Linked DNA regions of Mus musculus: region 2 is linked to region 1. A link is a contact called in public HiChIP or PLAC-seq data. All regions are on one chromosome and are shown on one strand. Each heading gives the region's core, a stretch centred on a gene start, on an enhancer-like site or on the middle of the called end of the contact. The rest is flanking DNA. Distances are from core to core; before and after follow the strand shown.

Region 1 (7,429 bases), core at 1,817-4,316:
AGGGTGGGGTAAGGCTCGTGTCTACCTTGCTCACCACACCCTCCCGGTCACGCCCTCCTGGTCACGCCCACCTTGCGACACTGGCGCTCTGAGCAGCGAAGCTTCTCGTCAGGAAAACCGTCCAGGTCCGTGTCGCGGCCGCACAGGAGCCCGTTGCCGGCCCAGCCAACTGCACACTGCATAGGGGAGACGGTGGAAATGTCCACGTACGCCGGAGCTCCGGGACCCCTCTTCCACGACCTTTGCTTCTGCACTCACCACGCAAGACCTCGAGCCATCCCGCTCCAGGACGCAGTTTGCTTTCTCATGGCACGGGCTGGGTGACCCATCGGGGCAGAAGTGCTGCCCACGCCGCTGGCAGCCTGACGTCTGGTCGCCCACGAAACCGGGCTGGCAGGGGCCGCACTGGAAGGAGCCCTAGGTGCAGGCGCAGGCAGTCAGCGGGTCACCCATTTGGGCCTTGATGGAGTCAACCTCACCATCCCTGCCTTCCTTACCCGGGTGTTGACGCACACGGAGTTGGGAACGCAATTGTGCTGCCCGGTCTCACACTCATTAATATCCGTGCAAACCTGAAGGATGGAGACAACGGGCAGACAACACACGTTTCCCATGGGTCACGCCTCTTTGCAACCTGTCCACCACCCCACCCCCGCTGCAAGAACTTTCTCTTTGGAGTGAGTTTTCTGGACAAAATGCCTTTCATTCCCTTCTGCCATAAATGTAGAGTCCCCAGCTTCCCTTACTTGTTTGTTGGACTTAGCGAAGGTCAGTCCCACGCCCTCGTGGGTGGGTCCGCTGAACCCAGGGGGACAGGCTTCGCAGTGAAAGCCAGGGCTGGTATTGATGCACCGCACCCGCGGGAAACAGGGGTGAGCATTGCACTGTGAGAAAGAAGCACACAGGATTAGAGGCCCCAAGCTGGACCGCCAGAGCCGCACCTTGGGGCTTCCCGGATGTGGACAGGGGTTTGTTTTGTTGGAGACAAGATCTCACTGCTTAGCTCTGCCTGCTCTGGAACACACCATGTATACCAGGCTGGGCTCGAACTCAATGCAGAGAATGCAGATTGACATGCGTCTGCATTCCAGGGCGCTTAAGGGCCATCTTCAGCCAGCTCTTGAAATAGGGTGCCACACGGGATAGAGAACCCGAGGGTCGCTGACGACTTTGCCTTTATGGGCATGGAGTTGTGACCTCTTAGGGATGAGGAAATGAATTTGTGGGGCGGGCATCCCCAGCCGAGGGAGGAAGTGGCCGCCTGGGCGTGCAGGCACGGCGGCGATTGCCCCGTCGGGGAGGGCGACTCTCCAAAGTAGACACGTGGTCCGGTCGAGGACGTCCCAGTGGTGAGGAGGGTTGGAGAGAGACACCCCCGGCGCCCAAGTGGTCGTTGGGGTGGGCGTCGGTAGGGACAAAAGGAGTGGTCAGAGTGTGTGTCTGAGAGAGTGATGGAGTTGGCCTGGGTGGGCCCCCCCTGTTAGACGTGAGGTCTTCTGGTTTGGAGCCCCGGGCTGCGAGGGGCTGGTCCAGGAGAACACCCTCAGTAGATGAGGGGGGCGTCGTCGGATGGAGGGAATTTGTGGTGGGGTCGGCCCGGGTAGGGACAGGACGGCGGGGGTGTGAAGAGCCCGCGCACCTCATTAACGTCGGTGCAGTGCGAGCCGTTGCCGGTGTAGCCAGGAGGGCAGGGGCCGCAGCGCGCGCCCGTAGCTGTCTCGGAGCAGACTACGCCGGGGAAGCAGGAGCCGGGTGCGCAGAGCGGCACTGGCCGCACGCTCAGGCCTGGAGTGCGTGCGGGCTGCATTCCTGCGGACCCGCAGAAGTTAGGCCACGCCCCGGAGAGGAGCCAACCTGGGCCACGCCCAGAGGAGGCGCCTGTCCGGCCCCGCCCACAAGATGGGCTTGACCCCTCCCGGGGTGGGGCCGCTCAGGACCACGCCCCTCGGGGGGTTCGGTTTAGCCCAAGCTGGGACTGGGCAGGTCCGAGCGCGCGCCCTCCGGCCGTGCGGTCCTCCTGCCAGCCCTGTCGTTGGTCTTCGCGCATCTCCCAGGCCTTCTCTCCGTCGTCCAGTCCGCTCTGTCGCTGTCTGCTTTCGCCCCCGCCAGCTTCCTTCCCCAGCCCTTTTCCTCCGTTTCGCTCTGTGCCCCCACCCTTCCTCCTGCCCTTGGGTCCGGTCTATGCTCACCGCAAGCATCACATTCCATCACCGTATTCTTCAGGAAGGTGATCTCCTTGACCTGCCGGGCAGGAAGTCAGCGGGACCCCTTCCCATGCGCCTCCTCTCGGTCCCCCTCCTCTTCCCACGACCCCTCTTCCTGGGAAGCCCGGTGCCCACAACCACCCCCTTTACATCCGCCTTTGCACAAACCCATTCCAGAGTCCCTGTCTCCCTATCTCTGACTCTGTGCATCTAGTCCCAGAATCCTGTCCCTGCCCCTGTTTCCATCCTCTCTGTCCCACGCCCTGTCCTCTCTTCCCTGCTCTGTTTTTCCTCTCTGTCCTTTTCTGTCCCTTCTGTTCCCCGCTCGTCACTGCGATGTGCCTTCTGCACCTGTTCTGCCCCGCGCTGCCTTTCTCTCTCTCTCTCTCTCTCTGTTCTCTACCATTCTTAGTCCTCTCTGTATGCCCCTGTCCCTGTTCTGTCTCCACGCTGCTGTCTCTGTTTCCTTACCTGCTGTCGCAACAGCTCTCTCACGTCTTGCAGCGCCGCATTAGTCTCCTGAAGTTCTCGCAGCATCTGTGGGGCCAGGTCTCCACCTGCGTCCACAGGGGCCAGTGATGGGCGACCCAACCACTCCATCACCCCTCCCGCCACCTCCGGGGCCATCCAAGCTCCACCCGCCGCTTCATTTTTCAGGAACCCCGGACGTTCCTGGAGAGCAGACCCCAAGTTCTGAGGAGCAAGAATCATGAGCCTGGAGGGGCCTCCTGTCCAACCATGTCCCCTACTAAGCGGCTTTACCCAGCGGGATCTGGCCCTGGCCTGTCGCCCGCAGGATAGCCAGGGCGAGCACTAGAACGCAGGCAGTGGGGCCCATGGCGGCGGAGCTGCAGCTGCTGTCTGCGCCTTCGAGCCCGCGGCCTATTTATCCCCGCGCCGGGTCCGGGACAGCCCCCGCGGCCCTGCCCAGAGCCCGCCACAAGGTAAACAGGCCGGGCTCTGCATTCAGGGCCGCGCCCCACAGCCCTGCGGGATGACCCGCAGCTGATCAGTATATGGTGGGGTCTGAGGAGAGAAAGGCATGAGCCTTGAAGAGTAAATTGGGGCTCTCCACTCACTCTGGTTCACCACTGAGTGCCTGTTGTATGCAAGACAATCTTCATCTGTCCCCGTAGATAGCATTGGGGAAACAAAGTCATAAGTATTCAAAAGGTCCCAACTCACCCACTCTGGCTCCCACACTCCCTCCGCACTTCAAAGTCCTGCAAAAGGGACCTATGGGTGTGACTCAGCCCAGGTCAGCAGGAGGTTGTGAGGGTTCCTCCGCCCCCCTCCCCGCACCTTCAAACAAACAGAATTCTGAATAAACGATGTCCTTGCCTCAACTTCCCCTTTTGCACTGTTGAGGAGGCAGTGGTGGTGCTGGGGATGGGGTGGAGGAAGGAACCTCAGCTTCCCTGGGGTTCTCTTCTCACTGGACTGCACTAAGCTTTGTTCCCCAGCCACCAGGGAGACAGCCTGTCATAAAAATAAGACTGGCTGGGAACTGAAAATCTTTCCCGGGCCAGCCACACTCTGAGCTGTAAAACACCTCAGCTTTAACCCTCTCCACCTGGCCTTCCAGGACTCACAGCTTACATCTGTAAACAGAGAAGCTGGGCTCAGGGGAGGGGGGCTGGCCCACTTGGGGCTGCTGCAACCCAAGAAGATCTCTTGCTCCAAGAAGAAACCATGGAGGGCTGCCTGGGGGAGACAGACAGTCCAGGGAACAAAGAGAATAAAAAGATCAGTCATAGGAAGCAGGGGGGTTAGCTCCAGTGGTGGGGGCAGGGAAAGAGGTGGAAGTTGGTGGAGCATGTCGGACGGAGGGTATGTGCTTGTAGATTTCTGGTACATCCATGTTTTACACAAATGTGCCTGTTGTGGGTCATATCTCCTACTAGGTATCTGCTGGGGAACACTGGAGGAAGCAGTCCCCGGCCTCTGTCAGAGGCAGCCAAGGTGGGTCTGGAAATGGTTACACTATTACCCAGAGGTGGTGGGGATCTAGTGGGAACTGCTGAGCAATAGTCCTCAGTAGGAATGAGCCTGGGATTCTTGATAGATGAACACCACACATACAGTGTGCTGGCAAAATCCTGGGGCTTAAAGACAATCAGGGAGTGAGGCTAGCCAAGAACAGTGCCCAAGTTGTCTTTGGACTCACGGGGGCAGGGGGTGGAGGGGGACGGAGGGCAAACAGCCCTGCAGAGGAAGGCTGGAGGTGGCTGTGTTCCGAGAGGCCAGGTCCCAATGGCTGAGCTACCTCCTGTTTTCTTTGGCTCCAAACACGTGTGGGGCTGTTCTTGCTGACCAGCGCTGGAATTCTCCAGAAAACCACCACTACTGGGCAGACTTGTGGCCTCCCAAGTGCCTCCTGCAGCTGAGGCAAGAGCACACAGCAGCCTAACGGGTGACTGCCACAAGTCAGGCATGGGGCTGGGGCTCAGGACCATGTCGCTGGAGCCACAGCCACAGTTGGGCCCTAAAGGGAGCTGTGGGAAAGGGAGTCAGAACTGAAGGAAGGGAAGGAGCTGAGCTGGTGCTGAGGACAGTAGGGAGGGGACAGCAGGGAGAGGACAGCCTGGGCTCACCCCTGCTGCTGGCTTCCATAGGGCAGGGACCCTCTCCCAGGCTGTTTGTCCAATTGTAAGTGCCCCAGCTTCCCTCTGCAGGTATCTTCCCAGGCCTATTGACTACCTGCCTGCCTGCCTGCCTGCCTGTGGCTCACCTCTGCCCTTCCACAGCAGACATTTGCTCCTCCAGGCCTCCAGTACTGTCCAAGCATGGTTCTTCTTTGATGCAGTATGTAAGTGTTCATCTGTAAATCAGAGCACCCACAGCCTGCACAGCCTGTGAGGATCATTAGTGGGCTGGCTCCCATCTCAGCCTGGCTCTATAACTTGGAATTTACACACAGAATGTTCTAAATGGGTTTTGCTTCAAGCATTTTGTAAGTTTGGTTGTTTTGCTATTCCTTTTTTTTTTTTTTTTTTTTTTTTTGAGACAGGGTTTCTCTGTGAAGCCCTGGCTGTCCTGGAACTCACTTTGTAGACCAGGCTGGCCTCGAACTCAGAAATCTGCCTGCCTCTGCCTCCCAAGTGCTGGGATTAAAGGTGTGCGCCACCACCGCCCGGCTGTTTTGCTATTCTTGTGACAGGGTCTTCTGTAGTAGCCCAAGCTAGCCTTCAACTTAACTCTGTGTCCAAAGATGACCTTGAACTTCTGATCCTTCTGTTTCCATTTCCTAAGTGCTAGGATAGACTGCAGACTCTATCCAGCCAGAGATGGGTTATATCCATATTTTCCTCTAAGGAGAGATGACCCAGCTTGATGGCCCACACCCAGACCTGGGGAGCTACACACACACACACACACACACACACACACACACACACACACACACACACATCACCCCTTATACATGCAAACAATCCCACAGTAGGCCCCCACATACACATAGCCCCCCCCATATTCACACAATGCCCTACACACATACACATCCTCAGCCCCCTCACACACCCATACATGACCCCACCCATATACACCCGCACACATCCCACATGAATCCAGACTTAGCTCTGGCCCCAGGCAGGCAATAGCTGTGATATTCTGGAACTCATGAGTCTGGGCCAGTCTCTCTTCCCGACATCCAGGCTGAGTGGTTCCAGGAGCCCAGCCAGGCAGGGCCTGCTGGTGGAGCCCCAGGGGCCCTTTCAGATTGACGCCTGCTGGGCCAGGAGACGTGTGGCGCCCAGGCTGCCTGCCACCGCCCAAAGGAGAAATATGTGGGGCATAGCCTGCCCAGCCACAGCCTTGGTCTGGGGAATCCATCAGGCCAACAAGGGGGAGGGTCACTTAGCCATGTCCACATCCCAGGCCAGAATTACTCTCCATAAATAAGGACCAAATCCAGGGGTCAGGGAGCGGTGTCTGAGGCCTGTGACTGCCTAGGCCTTCAGCAAGCCCCACCTTCCTCAGCATAGACTTTCCATGGCAGACTTTCCTCAAGTGAAAGACAACAGTAACTATATAATGGTTACAGTGTTACTGAGCAATTGCCATACTGTGGAGGTCTGACGACAAATGCCAGGGGTAGACCTTAGGTCATCAGCAAGCACCTTCACCTTTGGAGCAATCTTCTAGTGGGAAGCAGGAAGGAGATACACGTAGTTAGTATACCAAAAGTTGTATTTTACTCTGCTGAGGGTCATGGCCCAAGGCTCACATCTAAGTTCCTAACTATAGTCCTAAGCCTGTCTCCCCAAGGCAGCTCACCCATGCAATCATGTGTCTTAGCTGATTGTCAGGCCCAGATTCCAACAGAAGTCTCTGATTTGAGGGCCAGGATCCAGATCAAGGTGACCTCTCTCCAGATGTGCAGAGCAGAGCTGTGCAGTGGGCATCATGGGGTTCTAGGACTGTGTCTGGTTATCTTGAGTGTGTGATATCACTGCATTCTGGTTATCAGGGGCAGCCTTGGGGGTAGTGGGGATCTGACTAAGCTATCTTTTCATGTCTAGAAGGCTTTTTCTATTATGCTCATATACCAGTCTTGACCTTGGTTTTGATTCTTTGAGACAGAGAGTCTCTTTATGTAACCTTGGCTGTCCTGGAACTCACTGTGTAGAGTGTAACTTTAATTTTTTCAAAACCTATTTTTTTAAAGATTGATTGATTGATTGATTATAAGTACACTGTAGCTGACTTCAGACACACCAGAAGAGGGAGTCAGATCCCATTACAGATGGTTGTGAAGCTACCAGGTAGTTGCTGGGATTTGAACTCAGGACCTCTGGAAAAGCAGTCAGTGCTCTTAACCACTGAGCCATCTCTCCAGCCCTCAAAACCTATTTTTAATGATGGTACTTAAATGCTTTAACCTCTCTTTAAGCTCTCACCTTTCTTACTCTCTATCTCCTTTTCTCTTTCCCTTCCCCCCTCTCCACATGGCCATGGCTGGCCTCTCTCTTTCTACCTTCTCTCTCCCTGCCTTTCTACAATAAAGCTCTAAAACCACACACACACAAAATGCTTTAACCTCCCTTGTAGCCCACCACCTACCAGAGGTAGTGGGAAAAAAAGAATACAGGGGAAGTGGACCTGTTTAGAAAGGTTCTTTGGAACAACTCCTGTCTGGATTGTCTGGAAATCAGCAGTTCAGTTCACAGGTCAGCAGTCAGTGGCAGCTTGATCCACTTGAAAACACTTCACAGATACACCAG
Region 2 (7,429 bases), core at 1,549-4,048, 520 kb before region 1:
GTTGCACACGGACAGTCTCTGGACACTGATTGCTTCCCTCCCCACAGGACTCCAAGATCAAATTCCCACTGCCCCACCGTGTGTTGCGGCGCCAGCACAAGCCACGCTTCACCACCAAGAGGCCCAACACCTTCTTCTAGACACAGAGACCCACTGAATAAAAACTTGAGACTGTCCTTGCTTGTTTGCTTCTATGTCCCTGGAGAGGTCCCAGTTGGTCCCGTCCCTAACAACATGCTAGCCCTGCTCACCTGCCTGTCAGCCTTGCTCAGTGGCATCTTTCCATAGGTGTGTATCCCCTTAGATTAGCTTCAGCCCCACTACGATTTGTCTAGGACATAGCCTGAGCCCTGCCTGTGACACTGAGGGGTAGCAGTCTGTTTCTGGACTCCAGGGTGCTGCTGTCTCAGGCCTAAGAATTCCAGACATGACTATAATCCAAGCCTGGGGACCTGGTTGAGCTTTTTATCCTGCTGGCTCTAAGCTTCAGCTAGGTGGAAATGAGGCCAGCCAAGCCCCACAGTGAGCTTGCAAGCTTTAGATGGGGACAGGGTTACGCTTTGGTGAATGATGGAGGAAACATGGGGGTTCCTTTTGTTGGGTGCAGCCAGCACGGCATCATCATGGTGCCCAATCTTGAAAGGGCACAGGCCTGAAGCTTCCTGGGACTGTTCTGTCACAGGGAGGAACCTACTGCAGTTGCCTACAATTGCTACCTCTGAGGGACTTGCCTCTGGCCCCTTGTAGACATTTCCATGTCTACACATGGCCCAGAGTACTTTCAGGGATAGCAATGTGTGAATGGCACTTAGAAGATAACATGTGAAAGCCATAAGAGGGCATCTGGTCTATAGATGATTCTTTTTCCCATTAAGTCCATTGGTCCCACATCAAAGGAATGGGTGACCCCTCAGACTGCATTGCTTCCCTGTGCAGAGTAGAACCAGTGGCTGCTGCTTTGGAACCTTGAAGAATCCATGAAAAGTTCCTTCTCTTAACCTGGTTTTGTCCCTAGCACCTGTATTAGGCCCACATCTGTAACTCTTGCTCCAGGATATCAGATGCCTCTGCAGGCGCCAGAATTCATATACAGCTCCCCTTCACCCACGTGCATAATTAAGTTTTGTTTTGGGGAGTTTGTGAAGATACCTGGTGTGAGACTAAGCCCAGCCCTCAGGGAGGCAAAGACAGATCTGAGTTCGAGGCCATCCTGGTCTAAAAGGTGAGTTCCAGGACAGTCAGGGCTACACCAAAAGAAACATTGGGTAGGCACACGACCAGCCCCAGCTCTCCCTGATGCTAGGCACAGGTCATGACTGCAAGTGTTGTCCCAACATGGCAGTCCCGCTGCCTCGGGAAGACTCTTCCCTCCCTCCTGCGTTAGTGCTTCTTCCCATTCAGAATACATGTGTCATCTCATCTTAGTTCTACCCATTCTGAAGCCTTGCAAAAACCTGAAACCCCGGGCTGGAGAGATTGGCTCAGTTAAGAGCACTGACTGCTCTTCCAGAGGTCCTGAGTTCAGTTCCCAGCAACCACAATGTGGCTCACAACCATCTGTAATGGAATCCAGTGCCGCCTTCTGGTGTGTCTGAAGCCAGCTACAGTGTACCCACATGTAAATATAAAATAAAGTCTAATAAGAAGAGAAAAGCCCTTTCAACCTCATCAGTAATGCCCTCAAGCCCGCCTGCCACCTAGGTTTAGGAGACTGCCCTAGCCAGGCCTCCCTCCTAACCAGCACCTCCAGGCAGGCAGTCCAGCCAGTATACAGCATATGAGGCCACCAGGGGGCGTGTGCCTTAGTTTTACTTATCAGACCACCCGGGAAGTACAGACGTGGCTCAATAGGGAATCAACCCTGAACACCCCAGAAACGGCCAGTTCTCCAGAAAAGGGTCCCGGTGACAGTTCTGCATCATCCCAAGCCCTGGGTCCCTTGAAAGCCACTATCAGCAAACTTCTGTTCTGGACCCAGGTATGCCAAAGTACCTGCGACAAGAAGGGAGAAATGGGTATCCAATGAACCCTCACTTGTCATCCCAGCACTAGGGAAGCCATGGCAGGATTGACACACCTTTGTGGTCAGCCTGTGGGAAAGAAAGGAAGAGAACAGGAAAGGGGAGGACAGCCAGGTCAGGTGTAGTGCACACTTGTGTTCCTGCCGGTAGGGTGGGCCTTGGTCAGGACTCCATACCAGCCTGAGCTACATGAGACTCAGCCTCAAACGCGTGCGTACACGCATACACACACACACACACACACACACACATACACACACATACAACCATAGGTCCAGACTGCCCTGTGCAGGTAGGGAAACTGAGTCCTAAACAGAAGGAAGAAATTCTCCAAAGAGAACCTGAGTGCCTCCCACCGGGTTAGCAAGGGTGGACAGTTCCTTCTCCCACGCTGCGGAGAAAGGCAGATGCTCTCTGGGGGGAAGGCTCGAGTCTCGTTTTTCCTTATGGGGCCCGGAAGTCCCCGAAAGTGAACCCCAGTCCTGGGTTCCTCGTAGCTCTGGTTCCTAACTCCCGCAGGCTGTGTGAACAGAGGGGAGCGGAGGTCTGAGCCGTCCAAGGCCCTTCCTGTCTGTTCACAACTCTACACGGAACAAGCCCTAGATGTGGGAGAAAGTGTCAGGAGACGCTAGTGTCCCCCCAACCCCGTTGCCCGCACCCCTGAAGGCCCGCTCGCCCCAGGACGGAAAGGGTGCGGGTCGCGCCCGCCTCCCAGGCTGGGGGCGGGGCCGCGCTGACCCCGGAGCCCAATAAATCCGCCGCGCGAAAAGCTTGTGGGTCGACGGCCCAGCAGGAACTCGCGCTGCGACGACGCTCGCTCTGAGAGTCCCCGACGTCCTCCGCATCCTCTCCGTTCCGAGTTACCTGTCTCCATGGAGGGCGCGGAGGCAGGGGCCCGGGCCACCTTCGGCCCCTGGGACTACGGCGTGTTCGCGACCATGCTGCTGGTGTCCACGGGCATCGGTCTGTGGGTCGGCCTGGCCCGCGGCGGCCAGCGCAGCGCCGACGACTTCTTCACCGGGGGCCGGCAGCTGGCGGCAGTGCCTGTGGGGCTGTCGCTGGCCGCTAGCTTCATGTCGGCTGTGCAGGTGCTCGGGGTCCCCGCGGAGGCAGCGCGCTACGGTCTCAAGTTTCTGTGGATGTGCGTGGGCCAGTTGCTCAATTCGCTGCTCACAGCCTTGCTCTTCTTGCCGATCTTCTACCGCCTGGGCCTTACCAGCACCTACCAGGTAGGGGACTTGGTCCCATGGGAAGGTTCCGGGAAGATGCCGCGGGCACCGGGCAGGGCCAGGAAGGAGGAAGAGCCAGTCCGGGCCCCACAGCTCGCAGCAGCCTCGGGGCAGTGGCCTCCCGCTGACACCTGTCCCTGCGAGTGCCCGTACCAGCCACCCACCGGCGCCCGACAGAGTTCAAACGCCTGCAGTGAGGTGTAGGATTTCCCAAACGCTCAACAACTGTAGTGAAAACGGAATAGCATCCACTTGCAGTTTCAGCACTAGGGAGATTGAGGCAGGAGGATTGCCATGAGTACCAGGCCAGTTTGGACTCCCTAGGGATACCCCAGTTTCAAATCTGAGGGCGCAACTAGGCACCCTGAAACAACGGTCCAACAAGTGTAGCGACAATATGAAGTCCCATGTGTGATATCTCAGTACTAGAGAAGCTTTGGCAGGAGGATTGCTGCGAGTTCCAAGCCGGCTTAACCTACACAGAGACTCTGTAAGCTCAGTTGGGCACTCCGGAACAGAGTAGAAACAGTGAGGATGGCTGAGGGGTCACTTGCCCGGTAACCTCCAGCCCTTGGCTCCCTCTGCAGTACCTAGAACTGCGCTTCAGCCGAGCGGTCCGGCTCTGCGGGACGCTGCAGTACTTGGTGGCCACGGTGAGCGAGCTGCCCGCCCTGCCACGCCCACACGAGCAATTATCATAGCCCGCTCCAACCTGACCTCACGCCACACCCCTCATCCTACCTGGCCCCGCCCCCTTCCAGCTTGAGCTAAGCTTCTCTGGGACATACAAGGACCACGCCTATAGCTCTGCCCTCATTCTGCCTATGGGCACCCTCTCACCTAGCTCCACCCCATCCTACCTAAAAACACCTTCTTGCAACCTGGCTCCGCCCTTTCTGCCTGATCCGCGCTCTCTTCTTTCTGCCTCCAACCCGTTTGCCCGCCCCTTGCCATCACCGACCTCCCCACCCACAGATGCTGTATACTGGCATCGTGATCTACGCACCTGCGCTCATCCTGAACCAAGGTCTGGCTGTCGGGAGCGGGAGGGGCCAGGAGCCCAGGCTGGACCCTACATGAGCAGGCAGGATGAGGGAGACCTGACAGGGGGTGTGTTTTGCAGTGACCGGGTTGGACATCTGGGCATCGCTCCTGTCCACAGGAATCATCTGCACCTTGTACACGACCGTGGTAAGTGGGTTGTGGTGGCTGACACGCGGAAAACCTCAGGCAGGCAGCACCACTCCAGCTTCCTGGCACCTGAGGTAGCCGCAGCCTGCCTAACTGTGCCCGTGTCCTCTCCTACATAAAGACTGATAGACATGTGAGCTTCAGGTGCGGCTGGATCCAGCAGCCCTGACAGAGCTTTACCTTCCCATGGTCACTCTGGTGCCAAAACTGGCCCCCTGCCTTTCCTGGCTCCTGCCCAGCAGTGAACTGGTTTCAGCTGGATCTGCCTGAGACTCTGGCCTAGTCTTCTCCTGGTCCCCTGATTGGCTGTGCCACCTAAGGGACTGGCATGTTCTGGTTGCTGTTTATGTACGGCGATGGAGGCTCAGATTTCTATGAATGGCAGGGAGAAATACATTTGTGAATCAGAAGTAGCTGCTTGGCTCCTTTCACAGCAGCATTGGGGAGGCTGGAAGCTTGTAAGTTCTAGGCCAGTCTGAGCTACATGGACCAGAAATAAACAAAAAGGGATAATGATAATACTGGGTGTTGGATTGTTTGCTGGGATGCCTGGGGCCATTGCGTCTGTTCCCCCTTACCTTATCTAATCCTCTGACTGACCATAGAAACACACAATATTTCACAGATGTGCCACAGGAAGCCAGGCAGGGTGAGCTGGGGGTGCTCTTCAGCCTTCTCCCCACGCAGCCCTGCCCCAGCAGCCCTGGGCGGGTTTGTGACCTGTATCCCCTCTCCCACACAGGGTGGTATGAAGGCCGTGGTCTGGACAGATGTGTTCCAGGTTGTGGTAATGCTCGTCGGCTTCTGGGTGATCCTGGCTCGAGGTGTCATGCTCATGGGGGGCCCCTGGAACGTGCTCAGTCTCGCTCAAAACCATTCCCGGATCAACCTGATGGAGTGAGAGATGGTGCCTCACTGTGCAGCCCAGGCTAGCCCCACTTCTGTCCCTCAGCCTTCCCAGCACTGTGTCTCAGAGGGGAACAAAACTCAACATAGAAAACTCCTACTCATACTTCAAAACTCACTGCAAATGTCCCCTTAGGATCTAGAAAAGGCATAGGTGATCTGGGGAGGGTGACATCCTCACATGGTTGTTTTTGTTGTTGAGTTTGTTTGTTTGTTTTGTTGTTGTTTGTTGTTTTGGTTTTGGTTTTGGTTTTTGGTTTTTCGAGACAGGGTTTCTCTGTACAGCCCAGGCTGTCCTGGAACTCACTCTGTAAACCAGGCTGGCCTCAAACTCAGAAATCCTCCTTCCTCCCAAGTGCCGGGGTTAAAGGCTAAAGGCATGCTCCACCACTGCCCGGCTTGGTCTTTTTTCTTGTTTTTTTGTTTTGTTTTGTTTTGTTTTGTTTTGTTTTGTTTTGTTTTCCTCACATGGTTGTTAACCTGCCTCATTCCCTACTCAGCTTTGACCCTGACCCTCGGAGCCGCTACACCTTCTGGACATTTGTAGTAGGTGGCTCCCTGGTGTGGCTCTCCATGTATGGTGTGAACCAAGCCCAGGTGCAGCGTTATGTGGCCTGTCACACGGAGAGAAAGGCCAAGCTGTGAGTATGCAGCGAGTGTGCAGTGAGGGACCCACACAGAGGCTGCTGGGACAGCCTGGCCCTCCCCACACACTCCTAAGGCCACTCCATCCCCCAGTGCCCTGCTTGTCAACCAGCTTGGCCTCTTCCTGATTGTGGCTAGTGCAGCTTGCTGTGGAATTGTCATGTTTGTCTACTACAAGGACTGCGACCCCCTCCTCACAGGCCGCATCGCAGCCCCCGATCAGGTGAGCTCTGCTCAGCTTTCCCATCGTGGGGTGGGGCTAGAAAAGCATTCCTTCTAGAAGGCACAGGCTGCAGGCTTTTGATGCAGAGAGCTCAGAGGCTGGTCCAAGGAAAGCTGGGGGGGGGGGGTGAGCCTGGGAGGCAGGCAGTAGGGAGCCATAGTGGAGTGAGAGCAGCCAGAGGACCTTTCAACTGAGAGTCAGTCACAGAAATGCCCTAGGAACATCAAGGAGAGGGAAGACCTCAGGCAGCCAGTGTGACAGGACACTTAAGATAATGATAGCTGGACTCTTCCTTTTGGAGGGTAAGGGGTTGTTGAGATAGGGCTTCATGTAGCTCAGGCTGACCTGCAACTCACAATGTAGCCGAGGCTGAGGCTGGCCTGTCTCCGTGTCCCCCTTGTCACAGAGGCCTCTGTCTTCCACAGTACATGCCATTGCTCGTGTTGGACATTTTTGAGGATCTGCCCGGAGTCCCCGGGCTCTTCCTGGCCTGTGCCTACAGTGGCACCCTCAGGTGGGCTCCCTGCTGCCCCTCAGCATGACTCTGCCCCCAGGGGCTCTGGTGCTAATTGACTGGCCAGCATCCCCTGGAGGATGCCAAGGTCTGGCCTCATCCATCAGTTAGGGAGGATGGCCCTGGGAAGGGGACTGCACCAGCTCTCTCGGGGTGTCCTAAGACTTATTTCTCCTCCCTCCATCCCCAGCACCGCGTCCACCAGTATCAACGCTATGGCAGCTGTAACTGTGGAAGACCTCATCAAGCCCAGGATGCCTAGCCTGGCACCCCGGAAGCTGGTTTTCATCTCTAAAGGGCTCTGTGAGTTTGGGGGACTAGGGTTCAGGACCAGGATGGTACCCTACACTGACTGAGCTACCCCTCCCCCACAGCATTCATCTATGGCTCAACCTGCCTCACTGTGGCTGCTCTGTCCTCGCTGCTGGGAGGTGGGGTCCTCCAGGTGAGACCCCCAACCCCACCTGTCTTGTACCTACGTGAGTCTCAGCCCAGGTTCAGGGAGATGTTCGGGCTATTGGACACTACTAGCTGGGAGTAGGGATGGGGTGGTGTTGAACGCCTGTCATCCTAGAGGCTGAGGTGGGAAGGTGAGGAGTTCGAGGCCATTCCTAGCTAGATAGAGAGTTCGAGGGCACACGTGAAACCCACCACTGACTCTGTCTACTAGCCTTGGGGGAGAAATAGGACTGAGAAAACT

What was found. HiChIP or PLAC-seq counts read pairs in DNA pulled down with a chosen protein or histone mark.
Region 2: an H3K27ac HiChIP or PLAC-seq map of embryonic stem cells shows a contact between it and region 1, with 5 read pairs. The contact joins the promoter of Slc5a5 here to the promoter of Comp in region 1. A contact is called at or near these places in 1 of 39 promoter capture datasets (pre-B cells), 1 of 115 datasets of contacts at active chromatin or transcription factors (embryonic stem cells) and 1 of 9 other capture datasets (adipose tissue).

The regions. Positions count from the first base shown.
Region 1 is chr8:70,369,185-70,376,613 of GRCm38.p6, reverse strand. It overlaps Comp (cartilage oligomeric matrix protein), which reads right to left and starts at 3,066. Exons shown (of 19, transcript NM_016685.2): 1 at 2,967-3,066; 2 at 2,676-2,761; 3 at 2,190-2,241; 4 at 1,640-1,809; 5 at 747-884; 6 at 498-572; 7 at 259-417; 8 at 72-176. The coding sequence starts at 3,042. It overlaps Gm51533 (a long non-coding RNA gene), which reads left to right and starts at 1,754. Exons shown (of 4, transcript XR_003947399.1): 1 at 1,754-3,148; 2 at 4,109-4,166; 3 at 4,880-5,013.
Region 2 is chr8:70,888,126-70,895,554 of GRCm38.p6, reverse strand. It overlaps Slc5a5 (solute carrier family 5 (sodium iodide symporter), member 5), which reads left to right and starts at 2,798. Exons shown (of 15, transcript NM_053248.2): 1 at 2,798-3,250; 2 at 3,838-3,903; 3 at 4,226-4,277; 4 at 4,374-4,441; 5 at 5,184-5,338; 6 at 5,848-5,988; 7 at 6,086-6,215; 8 at 6,641-6,729; 9 at 6,920-7,032; 10 at 7,104-7,174. The coding sequence starts at 2,894. Rpl18a (ribosomal protein L18A) reads left to right here. Exons shown (of 5, transcript NM_029751.4): 5 at 48-833. The coding sequence ends at 140. Mir7067 (microRNA 7067) reads left to right here; the gene lies at 1-47.